Linked DNA regions of Mus musculus: regions 1, 3 and 4 are each linked to region 2. The links are chromatin contacts, called in public Hi-C and promoter capture Hi-C maps. All regions are on one chromosome and are shown on one strand. Each heading gives the region's core, a stretch centred on a gene start, on an enhancer-like site or on the middle of the called end of the contact. The rest is flanking DNA. Distances are from core to core; before and after follow the strand shown. Region 1 holds the start of Cdk8 (cyclin-dependent kinase 8). Region 2 holds the start of Gtf3a (general transcription factor III A). Region 3 overlaps Flt1 (FMS-like tyrosine kinase 1). Region 4 has its middle 6.6 kb from the start of Gm46943.

What was found. Promoter capture Hi-C pulls out the DNA fragments that hold promoters and counts their contacts. Hi-C and Micro-C count contacts between places; a contact is called where the count stands out from the background.
Region 1: a contact with region 2 is called in a Hi-C map of regulatory T cells, with 4 times the contacts expected there. The contact joins the promoter of Cdk8 here to the promoter of Gtf3a in region 2. A contact is called at or near these places in 2 of 39 promoter capture datasets (erythroid cells and pre-B cells), 3 of 484 Hi-C or Micro-C datasets (CD4 T cells, muscle stem cells and regulatory T cells), 1 of 115 datasets of contacts at active chromatin or transcription factors (memory CD8 T cells) and 1 of 9 other capture datasets (liver).
Region 3: a Hi-C map of regulatory T cells shows a contact between it and region 2, with 6 times the contacts expected there. The contact joins the enhancer-like site here to the promoter of Gtf3a in region 2. A contact is called at or near these places in 1 of 39 promoter capture datasets (pre-B cells), 1 of 484 Hi-C or Micro-C datasets (regulatory T cells) and 3 of 115 datasets of contacts at active chromatin or transcription factors (acute myeloid leukemia, bone marrow-derived macrophages and thymic regulatory T cells).
Region 4: a promoter capture Hi-C map of liver shows a contact between it and region 2, with 2.7 times the contacts expected there. The contact joins the enhancer-like site here to the promoter of Gtf3a in region 2. A contact is called at or near these places in 10 of 39 promoter capture datasets (the 3T3-L1 cell line, the C10 cell line, embryonic stem cells and 5 more) and 1 of 9 other capture datasets (macrophages).

Annotation. Positions count from the first base shown.
Region 1 is chr5:146,229,625-146,232,618 of GRCm38.p6, forward strand. It overlaps Cdk8 (cyclin-dependent kinase 8), which reads left to right and starts at 1,626. Exons shown (of 13, transcript NM_153599.4): 1 at 1,626-2,196. The coding sequence starts at 2,069.
Region 2 is chr5:146,947,017-146,950,227 of GRCm38.p6, forward strand. It overlaps Gtf3a (general transcription factor III A), which reads left to right and starts at 1,641. Exons shown (of 9, transcript NM_025652.3): 1 at 1,641-1,959. The coding sequence starts at 1,765.
Region 3 is chr5:147,562,209-147,565,455 of GRCm38.p6, forward strand. It overlaps Flt1 (FMS-like tyrosine kinase 1), which reads right to left. Exons shown (of 30, transcript NM_010228.4): 30 at 1-2,198. The coding sequence ends at 2,012. Among named protein-coding and RNA genes, the nearest start is that of Gm35383, 96 kb to the right of the region's middle. Within about 2 kb of position 1,718, at least 72 of the 459 cell types and tissues checked have an H3K27ac peak or open chromatin away from gene starts, as enhancers often do. A contact at or near this core is called in regulatory T cells and thymic regulatory T cells, where this site is marked.
Region 4 is chr5:147,909,887-147,913,087 of GRCm38.p6, forward strand. No RefSeq gene overlaps it. Among named protein-coding and RNA genes, the nearest start is that of Gm46943, 6.6 kb to the right of the region's middle. Within about 2 kb of position 1,750, at least 17 of the 459 cell types and tissues checked have an H3K27ac peak or open chromatin away from gene starts, as enhancers often do. A contact at or near this core is called in liver and macrophages, where this site is marked.

The sequences.
Region 1 (2,994 bases), core at 376-2,875, 720 kb before region 2:
TTTTAAAATAGAAATTTTCTTGTTATATTTTTATAACACATGAGCCTGTCTTTAAAAAAAATTATTTATTTACTTTGTGTGCGTGTGTGCGCGCGCGCCTCTGAGTGTATGTACACGCCACTCCACATGTATAGTGCTCACAACTCCCAGAAGTGTGTCAGCTCCCCTGGAACTAGAGCTACAGAGGATTCTGAGCCATCACCATGCGGGTGCTAGGAATCAAATCTGGGTCATTAGAGGGCATGTAAGGCCTATAGCAGACACATTCTTGCTTTACTATCAACGACCTATTTGATATTTCTGCCAATTTATCTGCCTGTGTGTATAAGCGTATTTTGTTTGTTTGTTTGTGTTTTCCGTGACAGGGTTTCTCTGTGTAGCCCTGGCTGTCGTGGAACTCACTCTGTAGACCAGGCTCGCCTCAAACTCAGAATCCTGCCTGCCTCTGCCTCCCAAGTGCTGGGATTAAAGGTGCGCGCCACCACGCCCGGCTATAAGCATTCTTGTGTATGCACAGATGTGTGCAAGTATAAGCATGAGTGCATACGTCTGGAGTCTAGAGGTTGATGTCTATCATGGAACCTTGAGAGCATACCATTTCAGTAAGGCTAGCCGGTCATCCTGCTGCAGAGATCCTGCCTTTTTTATTATTTATTTTATTTATTTATTTATTTATTTATTTTTTGTCTCCCTTGCTTTAGTATTACAGGCACACTTAAACATGTGTGGATTAAAAGCTTTTTTTTTTTCCTCTTTAAACAGGTGTCTTGGCTTTTTTGGTGGCAGACTGTTACCTGTAAGTTGATATAAATCTTTCCCTCGCCAAGTTATATGTGGACATGGTGTTTTATCACAGCAACAGAAATCAAATTACAACACGTGGCAAGCGTTCTAGCACTCTAACCCATCTCCCCAGTCCCCTTCACTAAGTTCCCCCCCCCACCGCCCCCCCCCCCCCCGTGGTATAAAGATGTCAAAGAAAGAAGAGAAATCTTAAATACAACCACGTAGTTTATTGTAGTATTTAGAAACAGGTTGAGGCTACGAAAGGAAAAACCTGGAGTCTTTGGGGTGGGGGTGGGGAGCAGTAATTGCCCTTTTCTAAATCCTGGAGTTCAGAAGTGACTTCAATACAAAATAACCGCCCCCCACCCCCCATCCCCCACGACCTAACAGGTGTCTTTTGCTAAGTTTATATGGGCTAAGTAAATTGGATTGTAGAGATGCGGCTTTGGGAAAAATAATCTCCATGCAGCAGAAACTCGTTGCGTGACGGACTACCAATCCCATCATGCAACGTTCTGAATTCGCGGCGTCGTGGTAAAGACTGCTTCTGCAGCCACCCGTGCACTTGAGCCTTGGAGTTTCTGGCCGCACTGGCGACTGGGTTAGTCCACGTGGTAAGTCTGTCAGCAGCTCCGCTCCGCGGCTGAGCGAGGCCCTTTCGCCTGCCGGCGTCAGAAGAGACGGCTGCCAGCTCCGGAGTCGCTCACAGGTGGGGCGGAGGCAGCGCGAGGCTTCGCGACGTTTTTACGACAGCGGCTGCCGTGTTCCGCGCTCGTCCTCTCTCTCCCTCCTCCTCCTCCTCGCCCTCCTCCTCCTCCTCCTTCTCCTCCTCCTCTCTCGGAGGAGCTACCGGCTGTTGTGTGGCGTCGCTGGTCTGTCCGGGCGGATGGCAGCCTGAGTGTTCGTGAGCGCGTGTGGGAGAAGGTGAGGCGCGGACGCGCGTGGGCGAGGAGCAGAGTCAGCCGTGGCCGCCCCGCGTCGCACCCGCAGCAGCACGCGCGGCCAACCGCGCGCGAGCCGGCGCCCCGGGAGCGCGGGGACAAGGGCGGACGCTGCTCCCCGCCCCCAGCGCGTCCCTCGGCTGTCGCGCGCCCGCGGGGACCGCCCGGCGCTCCCCTGGATGTCCCCGGCGCCCGCGCGGGGCCTCCTGCCGTCGCCTCGTGAGGCGGGCTGGTGCTGCGGCCGGCGGGTGTAGCTCGGGGGCTGCGGCTGCTGCGCGGCCCGGTCCCCACCGCGGCCCTCGGCCCCCCGCCCCAGCACCCCGGCCTTGGAGGCTGTGACAATGGACTATGACTTTAAAGTGAAGCTGAGCAGCGAGCGGGAGCGGGTCGAGGACCTGTTTGAATACGAGGGCTGCAAAGTTGGTCGAGGCACTTACGGGCACGTCTACAAGGCGAAGAGGAAAGATGGGTGAGTGTGGGTGTCGCTGCGGGTGTCCTCGAGGCTGGGAGGCAGGTGCCCGGCTCGGATGTCGGGGTCCCCACTTCCTCCAAGACTGCCTCTGTCCTGGCCAGCCTGCTTTGGGGAGGAAGTGGTGTCCCAGGAATCCAGACTCACAAGAAACCCTTCGTGCAAGAGGGAGACGGACCTTCTGTCTCGTGGGCAGTGTGTACCTTTTTTGCTTTTTCTTTTTTTGTGTGAATTTCTGTACAGAATAGTTTTCTTTTTTTTTAAAGAAGATGGTTATAAGATGCCCGTTTAAATAAATCTGTTCTTCTTTGGTTGATTTATCCGGTAACCTTTTGGGGACTAACTCATCTGGCTCTGGAGTGATATCCATCAGTCTGGAAGAGAAGCTCTGATCTTTTCCCCTTATCAGTTGTGATCAGTTGGTGGCCAAATTTGGATTTGATGGGAGAAAGAAGACATCGAGTAAATGTGGGTCTGTAGAGTTCCATGAAGGATCATCTGTAATGTAAATGTAGCAGTTGCTATTCAGGTATCATTAGCTGTGAGTTTTTATATAGAACAATGGGGATTTGGTGCAGAGTGGATGGTGTGTGGGGAAAAAAAGCAAGTGACAGATAGGGGCTATGTTGTGCAAGCTCTTAAAGCAGAATCTATCAGCTGCCAGTGAACTTTAATCCTTTTGCTTTAAATAGCCTCTTCTAGAAAGAAAAATCAAACCTATGGCTGGTGACACTCAGTTTTGCTTCATGGATTGAGTGAAGTGAACGGGCTCCATTCTCTTTCATCAGTAGATGATTG
Region 2 (3,211 bases), core at 391-2,890:
CCCACCCTGCAAACCATGTTGGGTTCAGCATTCAGGAGTGAAAAAGATCTCCAGCCACTTTGGATGAAGGCTAATAAATGAACTTCACTAGCTGGAATAGAGATGCAACAGTTCTAGCTATGGCTTATGTTTATTTGTTTTGTTTGTTTTATTTTTTTTGAGATAGGGGTTCTCTGTGTAGCCTTGGATGTCCTGGAACTCACTCTGTAAGAGCAAGCTGGCTTTGAATTCAGAGATCCACCTGTTTCTGCCTCCTGTGTGGGGTTAAAGCCATGCACTACCACTACTGGGCTAGTTCTGTCCATGTTCATGACTCACAATCTGCCCCCCTCCCCCAAACACACTCCCCATTCCCGAAACTGGTATGTTAGGGTCTGGAAAGAACCTGAATCCTGGCTGGGTCCCATATTGTCTAACCAGGGTTATCAAGCAGGAGGAGAAAAAGAAGATGAAGAAGTCCAGGCTGCTTGACTGAGACCAAAATCCTTGGAAAACAATGGTCACAGGGGTGGGATCTCAGAATCTTCTAGAAGCTCATCTTCAGGGAAAAGGAGAGACAGAAGACTGGAGCTGAAAGAAGAGTGTCCGCTGATGGGGTAGAGCAGACAAGAGAGTGAGAAAGGGGAAGAGGGACTGGAAGGAAGGAAGAGCCGGCCAGCAATCTGCACATGCGCATGGGGCATGACTACAAGGAGCAGAGGGGGCCGTGAGCATGAGATCCCAACAGGGCCGCACAGAGAATGACCTGTCAACAGTGTTGAGACCGCCCTCCATTCAATCCTTTTTCTTGTAGATTAGTTTGACTGGAATAAAGTACATTTTAACCTTCTTCAGTAAAGATATTCATTAAAAAAAAAAAAAAAAAAAAAAAAAAGCTGGGTGTGGTGGCGCACGCCTTTAATCCCAGCACTCGGGAGGCAGAGGCAGGCGGATTTCTGAGTTCGAGGCCAGCCTGGTCTACAAAGTGAAGTCCAGGTCAGCCAGGGCTATACAGAGAAACCCTGTCTCGAAAAACCAAAACCAAACAAACAAACAAACAAACAAACAAGCTTTAAGATTTCCCATGGTTGTCGTCATCCAACTAGCAGAAAGATCGGTTCTGCCCTTCATTGATGCACTACACTTTGCCAGGGAGGATTCGAATAGGGTATTTTCCAGTCTCTGCCATTACGGAGATTAAATCAAGATAAGGGAAAGAGGAAATCCCACAACTGAAAACAGCGTCAAACACTAGAGGACTCAGTGATACAAAAGGAAAGTTGACAAAACACCAGCACAATTGCTGTCAGAAATTAAGGTTTAATTGGTCCTGGTTAAGTTCTGGGCTTCGGAATTTTGAAAAAAAATTCCACGTGACTCGAAGGAGCAGACAAGCTTGGGATTCACCATGTCCTGAGGCTAGTGGCAGGATGCAGAGGGCAAAACTGGAATGTGAAAAACAGGCCACCTTAAGTCATGTCAGGTTGATATTTGGGACGTTTAAGCAGCGCTTCCGTTTCCCTAAGCCGCGAAACCAGAGCCCAGAGCCTGGCTGCCTCTCGCCGTGGACGAGTCCTGGATGCGCATGTGCAACCGGGCTCTACGGCCTCTGGGAGCATGCGCAGTCGTGGCGCGCGTGGGGGGGGGGCTAAGGGGCGGGGCCTGGAGCCTTAGCGGGCCGCGTTCCCGGAAGTTCAAAGTCTCCGGGCGCCAGTGGCTTGCGTCCCGCGTTCCCGGGGACGGCACGTGGCTGCCCCGCGTCAGCCCGGGCCCGATCGTGTCGCCCTGGAGCCGCGGGTGTCAGTCGCGGAAGCGGTGTCGTCGCTGACCATCGCGGATGCGTTCGTCGGGGCCTGTGAGGGCCCCGCGCCGCCGCGCCCCGCGCTGCCCAGCAGGTTCATCTGCTCCTTTCCCGACTGCAGCGCCAGTTACAACAAAGCCTGGAAGCTAGACGCGCACCTATGCAAACACACGGGGGAGGTAACCTGGCCGCCCGTGTGCACGGCAGGGCCTGGCGCAGGGGCTGCGTCCTGGGCTTGGCTGGGGCAGGGCAGGGCAGGGCAGGGCAGGGCAGGGCAGGGCAGGGCAGGGCAGGCGCTCTGCAAAGACCGAATTCTAGGATGTCAGGATTTCCTGCAAGCAACAAGTGTGCACCCTTTTAATTGCAGGCGGGCTTTGGTCGGGTACTAAGGCTGTGGGTAAAGGTGGTCAGGAAAAGCCTTCCTGCTTGGCCCTTTACCCTGGTTCTTATATTTGGTTGTACCCTGGTCTATCTCTTGACAGACTTACCAACCCACTGTTGTCCCTCATAACATACTTTGTAACTTTATCCCTGTTTCTCTTTGACCATTCTGTTCCCACATTTTGGCCTTTCTTTGTCCCTGTGTCCGAGGCAGAGCTTGCTTTCTAGTGGACACTTAAAAGTTGTGGTTCATCACCATCATCATTATTATCATTGTTTTTTTGAGACGGGGTTTCTCTGTGTAACTCACTCTGAACTCACTCTGTAGACCTGACTGGCCTCGAACTCAAAGATCCACTTGCCTCTGCCTCCAGAGTGCTAGTATTAAAGGTGTGCACCACCACACGTGGCTTTGAAGTTGTGTTTATTGTTCCAAACTCGACAATAATTTGATTAGTACGGGTCCTGCCCTGGGACTGGATCTGAACAAGGTTCTTTGACGCCGTGCTGAGCAGTGTGGCTCACTTGTGTCTTCCTGTCCACTGGCTGTGATTGAAGGCTTGATGCCACCTTTCCTGTATTTCAGATTATTTCCATAGTTGGGAAACACAGAACTGGATGTTAGGATATGATATAGCTTTACTGTGGATTCATGACAGCATCCCCTTCCCCACCTCCAGGGTCCCACTTGGAGATTGTGTTTGGGGCTGGGAGCTGTTTCCTTCGGTTGCCTTTGCACCTGTGAGCTTTTTCAGCTGTTGTGACACATTTAACTGTCTCTGTGCCTGCTATCTCTTAGTATGGACACAGGTCACCTGCGATGAGATGCAACCTTTCCTCTGCCTCTTTGCTGTAAAATGATGCTGTAGCAGAGATCTGGGCAGACAGGCTATCTGGGTTCAAAGCCACCTTGAAAAGGGGTTTGCTGGGGAAGCCTGCACCCCATAGGAGCAGGCTAACCTGCCTATCAGATGCTGGACATCCATAGAACAATAGCCTGTGTGCCACGGTGACTTGTGGGACGATGGGGTGTTTTTGATGTGGAACTTG
Region 3 (3,247 bases), core at 468-2,967, 620 kb after region 2:
CTTTCATAGGCTCCAAAGCTAAGTCTTTAAGCAGAACCAGAGAATCCCGATAGCTTTTCTTTACTTTTGTGGGAAAGGGACATTTACTAAAGTCTCTTAATGATCACGAATTAGATTATTAAAATCGGAATAATACAGGACCATCTATGGTCTTCCCCCACCCCCCAATTGCTGGATATCTGGATGAGAAACCTCAGGCTGCTGTTCTCATCCGTTTCTCTGGTAGCCTCTGTCTCATCGCCTGACTTACACACTGCAGCCGACAAGAGCTTTTGCGAATGGACAAAGATGTCTTTGGCCAGCCCTACCTGATTTTCTTTTTCTCCAGTGTGGCTAGAAGCCCTTTCCTACTTGTCTAGTCCTGGCTGGTGAGTGCACCAAGAGCCACAGTGGGCTGCAGGCTGTCTCAGTGGGGATTGCACTGGGCCTCCAGTCTCATCAGACAGAAAACCTTAAGGATGGGGTACACAGGGGAGCAGGTACCCATGATGCTGGCCCGGTCAGAGAATTAAGTGGCTAGCATGCTCTGCTCTCCCAAAGCAGCTATTCATCGTCTGCCCAGCTGTGACCGGCTCCGGCAGGTGTGCACGACCTAAGCACACAGACCATAATTTGCACATACAACTTCTAAGAGAGCCATTTTAGAGACCCAGGGCTCATCTCTAGACCCCAAAGAGCGGGCACCCTTTTCTACCCTGTCTTCCCATGTCTACCCTGTTGCCATCGTCATTAGACCCCAGACAAGGTATGAAACAGATGAAAATAAGATGGTTTTTTTTTTTTCCTTTTGATGGCTCATTGACTAATATCCTGAGTCCTAGCTGGAGAGGGAGCTTGCATAAATTACACATCACCTGCTGTGCCAAGGAGCATAAAGTGCTTAATAAATATGGGCTGATACTCTTTAGCTCCTCTCAGACTGCCTTGGGATGGTGAAATCCATGATGAAGTAAAGAGAAGCCAGTGAGGTCCCAACTTTGGGTGAGTAGTTTAGTAACTATAGCTGGGACAACCACTCTGCCTCTCTGGGTCTTGGTCCAACCAGCCCGATTTGGGTACAGAGAAACCCCTTTTCTAGACCATGACTCTTAACTCGCCCCAGTTATATTCATTGGATATATAAAACAGGATAATGCATAAGTGTCTTGTCTATATATTAATACTTGAGATAAAACCTGTTTAAAATGTGGCTTTTGAGCCCATCAGTAGGCAACCTTACTAGGCCAAACTGGACCACTTAACTCCCCGTGAGCAGTATGCGAAGGTCAGGCCTGCAAGCTTGGGTATGACCTCAATGCATCTCACTAGAGGAACTGATGATGGCTCTGGCCTCAGAAGCCAAGCGCCACCCCCACTGACACATGTTAAATATGCTTTGGATGGTAAACAGACAACAGAAGACTCCCGGGAAAAGATTTAAGATTAACTGTGGTTCCCGAGAACATGTGCCCTGGTCTAGGAAACGTCCCTCATGTTCTGCTCTGATACCTCTTGGAAGGGGGCCCGAAACAGCGGAGGCCAGGAGTGAGAAGTCACTGAAGTGGCATAGCGGAGCCCCCTCCTGCACGGGCTCCACAGGACGGACGCATCCCAAAGCCTTTTCCTGTGCCTCCTGTTTGCTCTGTTCTCCCTTTCCTCCATAAGAGAGACAGAGCAGGTCAGTGCATGCAGCCATGAGCTAATGGGCTTACTGCCTCTAGTCCCACAGCTGCAGGGAGGGTGGGTGGGGCCATGGCCGGTGGGCGGGGCGGTCGCCAGAGGCACCTGCTCCTTCCTGTCCAGGTTACCCTGAGGCTTTGCGGGGGGGATTTCTCTAACAATAGTATTCTTCACACGTCACTAACTGGGGTTACATTCTTGTTAGTCAAAACAGCAACAACAAACAAAACAAAAAACAAAAAAGCACGATTAAAGGTCACGAAAAGCAGCTGGCTCCTGTGGAGCGGAATAGGTGTAAACTCATAGATGTATAATACTGTCAGGGGCTGGTTGTCGGGGCTGGTGAGAAGCTTTAGGCGGGCGGGGAGGAGTACAACACCACGGAGTTGTAGTCTGGGGGTGGAGAACAGCAGGACTCCTTTCCCAGCTCAGATTCATCGTCCTGCACGGGCCTGATGTGGCCACAGCTGGAGAAGCAGAAGCTGGGCCTCGGCAGATCGGAAAGTCCCGCCTCCTTGCTTTTACTCGCTATTCTCAAGCTAAAGAGAAAGAGAAACAGTCCATCAAACGCCTCCCTGATGTTTTCTGGGCAAAGACTAATGACTGCCTAAGCGGGTCACCTGTCCTTACCTGATCTAGAATCCCTCCTGTCCCTAGTCAAACGTTCTTTGTTTGGAATATATACACTACCTCGGTGCGGCTGGGTGGAACCAGCATGCCTGTGGCCAGGAGTGGAGTGTTTGAGGAGATGGGATTCTCACTGGAAACAAGACTTGGGAATAGCCCCGGCCTATTCTTGAATCAGGTAGCTCCTGTGATCAGCTAAATCGGAGGTGGGGTGGGGTGGAGTGGGGTGGGGGGGCTGCCTGCCCTTCCCCCAATATCATGTCAAATCCTGGTAGCCTGAGAGCAACTCTGCAATTAAGCTGAGGTTTAAAGAGGAGGAGCTCGTTCTGATTTAGCCAGGTGGACTCCAATGCAGTAGGCACACAAATGGCAGTCATAACCAACCAGAGACAGGGCTTGAGGACAGCCCAAACTGAGGACAGCAGGAAGCCACAGACACCGTGAGAGGCAGATAGATCACTTCCCACCAAGCCTCCGAAGGGCGTGCGTCCCTGCCAACACCTTTACTTTGGACTTCTGGCCTGTAGAAATAAATTCCTCCTTCTAGTCACATCCGTGGTTAGTGGTCTCAGGAAATAGACCGTGGCACAGTTATTACAGGCAGCACCTGAGCGCAGCAGGGTCTAGGAGACTGTTGTTCTCGGGTACCATACGTTACATGAGCCCAAGATGGACACAGGAGGGAGAAAGGCATCTCCTAGCCTGTAATATTGGGTTAGAATCACTAGATTAGTGAGAGCTGGGATGGAGAGAAATCCATGAGCCACATGGGGTAGACCAGCCTGGACAGGCCTGGCTCTGGTCTTAATCTTTAATTGCAGGGTAGAGGATATAAATTAGGGTTTATCTTTTCCTCATCAAAGAGCAAGTTAAAAAAAACAAAACAAAACCAAAAACAACAACAAAAACCCACTCTTTTCCTCCCACACACTCCTTAATAAGATACAAAAGATTGGCTAGC
Region 4 (3,201 bases), core at 500-2,999, 960 kb after region 2:
CTGCACAGTCTGGAAACCTGGGAGAAGGAGGCGCTGAAGGACAGGTTCCCTCCTCTGTCCCTATTTACCCCCCGCCACGTACACATTCGCTCACACCTTGCTGTTATAGCTCCTGTTGGTTCGTATATTCAGGTTTTCAGTTCTAATCCCGAGGGTCTATGTAAATCACTCTTCTCCCACTTTGGTGATGGCGTAGGTGTAGCCATGGGTAGGTGCTGTAACCCTTGCGGAGGGCATGTGCAGAGCTGCCTACCTGGATGCTCTGTGCTGAAAAGGGAACTGTAGAATATTTCTGTATATAGTCTCTGTAAGGCACATAACTGTGGAATATGGAATGTTTGCAGCCATTTTAGGACCACGAGGAAAGTCCTAGCTGAGGACAGAAGGCCAGGAGAAAGATCGGAAGAATTCAGGTTCCCAAATGCACTGTTAAATGGGGCCACAGCAAGACATGTTTTTCTCTGGATATTCTCCTTTTTCTTTTCTTTTCTTTTCTTTTCTTTTCTTTTCTTTTCTTTTCTTTTTTCTTTTCTTTTCTTTTTAAGTTTTCTACTGATGTGAGAGATTTTTTTTTAGAAAAAGATTTATTTATTTATCATTATATGTAAGTACACTGTAGCTGTCTTCAGACACACCAGAAGAGGGCGAACCACCGTGTGGTTGCTGGGATTTGAATTCAGGACCTATGGAAGAGCAGTCAGTGCTCTTAACCACTGAGCCATCTCTCCAGCCCTCTTCTTTTTCTTTAAACATATCAGGCATCGATGATTCAAGTCTATTGATAAGATTTGCATAGGTGTGTTTCTGCTGGGTTTTATTCTTACTATCATCTTCACAAGGAGTCCTCTTTGCCATGCATATTATGCAAAGAATGTTGCCCACGGAGAACGGTGTCTGAGAGGCCTGGGGTGGAGGGGTTTCCTCTGCACAGGATTCACTACTGGCAGGCCCTGTGGGCTCTGTTGGCCAAGAACAACTTCAAGCTGGTATCTGGCTTAAGGTTTCAGAAAGCAGCCTGGGGCGGCTTTTTGGCTTCTTCACTTAAAAATATGCCTACAAGTAAGTATGTGCATCAAATGCATGCAATGCCTGCAGAGGCCAGAAGAGGGAGCTGGATCCTCAGGCACTGGAGTTACAGATGGTTGTAAGTCATCATCTGGGTGCTGGGCTCGGAAACTGAGGTCTCTGCAAGAGCTGTGGTTGCGCTTAACCAGTGAGCTACCTCTCTGGGTATGCCTGTCTGCTTCTTTACTGTGATTTACCTGGAATTGAACTCAGTGCTTTACATATGCGGGATGGGTATTATATCAGTGAGCTATATTCCCAGATCCCTATGGCATGGTGTCCAGCCATGCCCTGTTCTCATGGAGAAGTACAGACCGCGTCAGGGCACTTCTTCCTGCTAAGTCCCTGACACAGGGTTATTATCACTTCCCCCTTTGCCCTGAACCTTATCCCATTTCGCCTGCTGTAAGCAGTTTACCCGTGGTTATAAATGACACCTCTTCAAGGTTGATGGTAACAGGCTACGGAGCTGACAGCACATGCGCAGTTCATCCATTTCTCCCTAACCTCCAGCTGCTTTCCCGGGCCTCAGCCCACGAATAGCTGCAGCAAAAGGGACAGTTTATGAAGGAGAAGGTCCAGAGGCACCTGGCAGTGCGCCATTCCTCCCATGGCCTGTCTCTGAGAGGATGACAAAAGAGGGGGAACAGGTGAGGTCTTTCCTAAGTGTGCTCCCTCGGCGAAACAGAGCCAGGTTGTTAACCCAGTCTTGCTCAGCTGTGGAGAGGAGGGACTCTCTGTGGCTCAGCTGCCTGCAAACTGAGCAGGGGGCTCCAGAGTCCCGTCCCCCACCCCCACCCCTGCCCCCACCCCCGCCCCCAGTCCCCACAGTCTCTCCCGCTGTCTGTCATCTATGCATGTTACTCTCTGGAGCTTTTTCTTGGGCTATCTGTTTTATTTTCAGGCTATAACAAAGTCACGAGGGGGGAAGCTTGACTGCCTATTTTCTGGACTGACTTGTGCAACGCAGCCTTGTGCAATGTGGTCCCATGGATTTGTGGGTAAGGATGCCAAGTATGCACCCTGTAAACAGACCATGGCACGCTATCTCCATTGGACTGGAAGTTCTTATTCTGGGACCTGGAGTCACCTTCCCTGGGGAGATGCCTCTTCACCACAGATAGCCAACAACAACAAAGGGGTAATCTCATCCAAGTCCAGTTTGGTGCAAAGAACCCAGTGGGTTCTTTTTAAGAGACAAGCATAAATGAAGGGTTAGTTACAGAAGTGTGGGTGACCCTCCCAAAAGTTCTGTCATAACAAAGCCCCGCCCAGTCATAGATGGCAACCTCATGGAAGCTGCAGCACGGTGGTCCCTTTCAGTTAACTGGCTAGCTTCTTGTAATCTAACATCTCCCATAGATCACTTGCAGGTGATGGTGTCTTGATTCCCCTCTCCCGTAGGGAATGCCAGTATCTCCTTGACCATAGCCATAGACTTGAGTAGCACTGTATTATTCTGCTGTGGTCGCCATGGCTCCTGGGGGGTTAGGGTGGGGGCAAAGTCCAAGATGGCATCTGATAGGTTATTTCTAGCCGGGTGAAATGAGCCAATTCAAGGCAGATTAGATTATATTAAATGCACGTTTATGGGGGAAGTGCTTTTGGACAAGGTTCCAAGGACTGAGGCCAGGGAAGTCACCAGGCGGAGGGACAGGAGAGAGGAGGAAGAGAAAGAGAAAAAGGATGTGAGCGCAGAGAGAGAGAGAGGGAGAGAGAGAGAGAGAGAGAGAGAGAGAGAGAGAGGAAGGAGGAGGAGGAGAGGAGAGGACAGGAGAGGAGAGGAGAGGAGAGGAGAGGAGAGGAGAGGAGAGGAGAGGAGAGGAGAGGAGAGGAGAGGACAGGAGAGGACAGGAGAGGACAGGAGAGGAGAGGAGAGGAGAGGAGAGGAGAGGAGAGGAGAGGAGAGGAGAGGAGAGGAGACCAAATATCTGGATTATATAGGGAGAGTTCAGGGTTGAGGGCAGGGTATGCCAGGTAGGGACTGAGGGACTGAGAGATGCTGGGAGAACCTGGAGGCCAGATTTGCTTTGATATGTAAGACATGCACCTCAGTTCCTTGTCCCCAGGTCCAAAACCAAACAGCATTTTGTCATGAGAAAAAAAGTGAAACGTAACAGTTCTTCTCCTAAAATC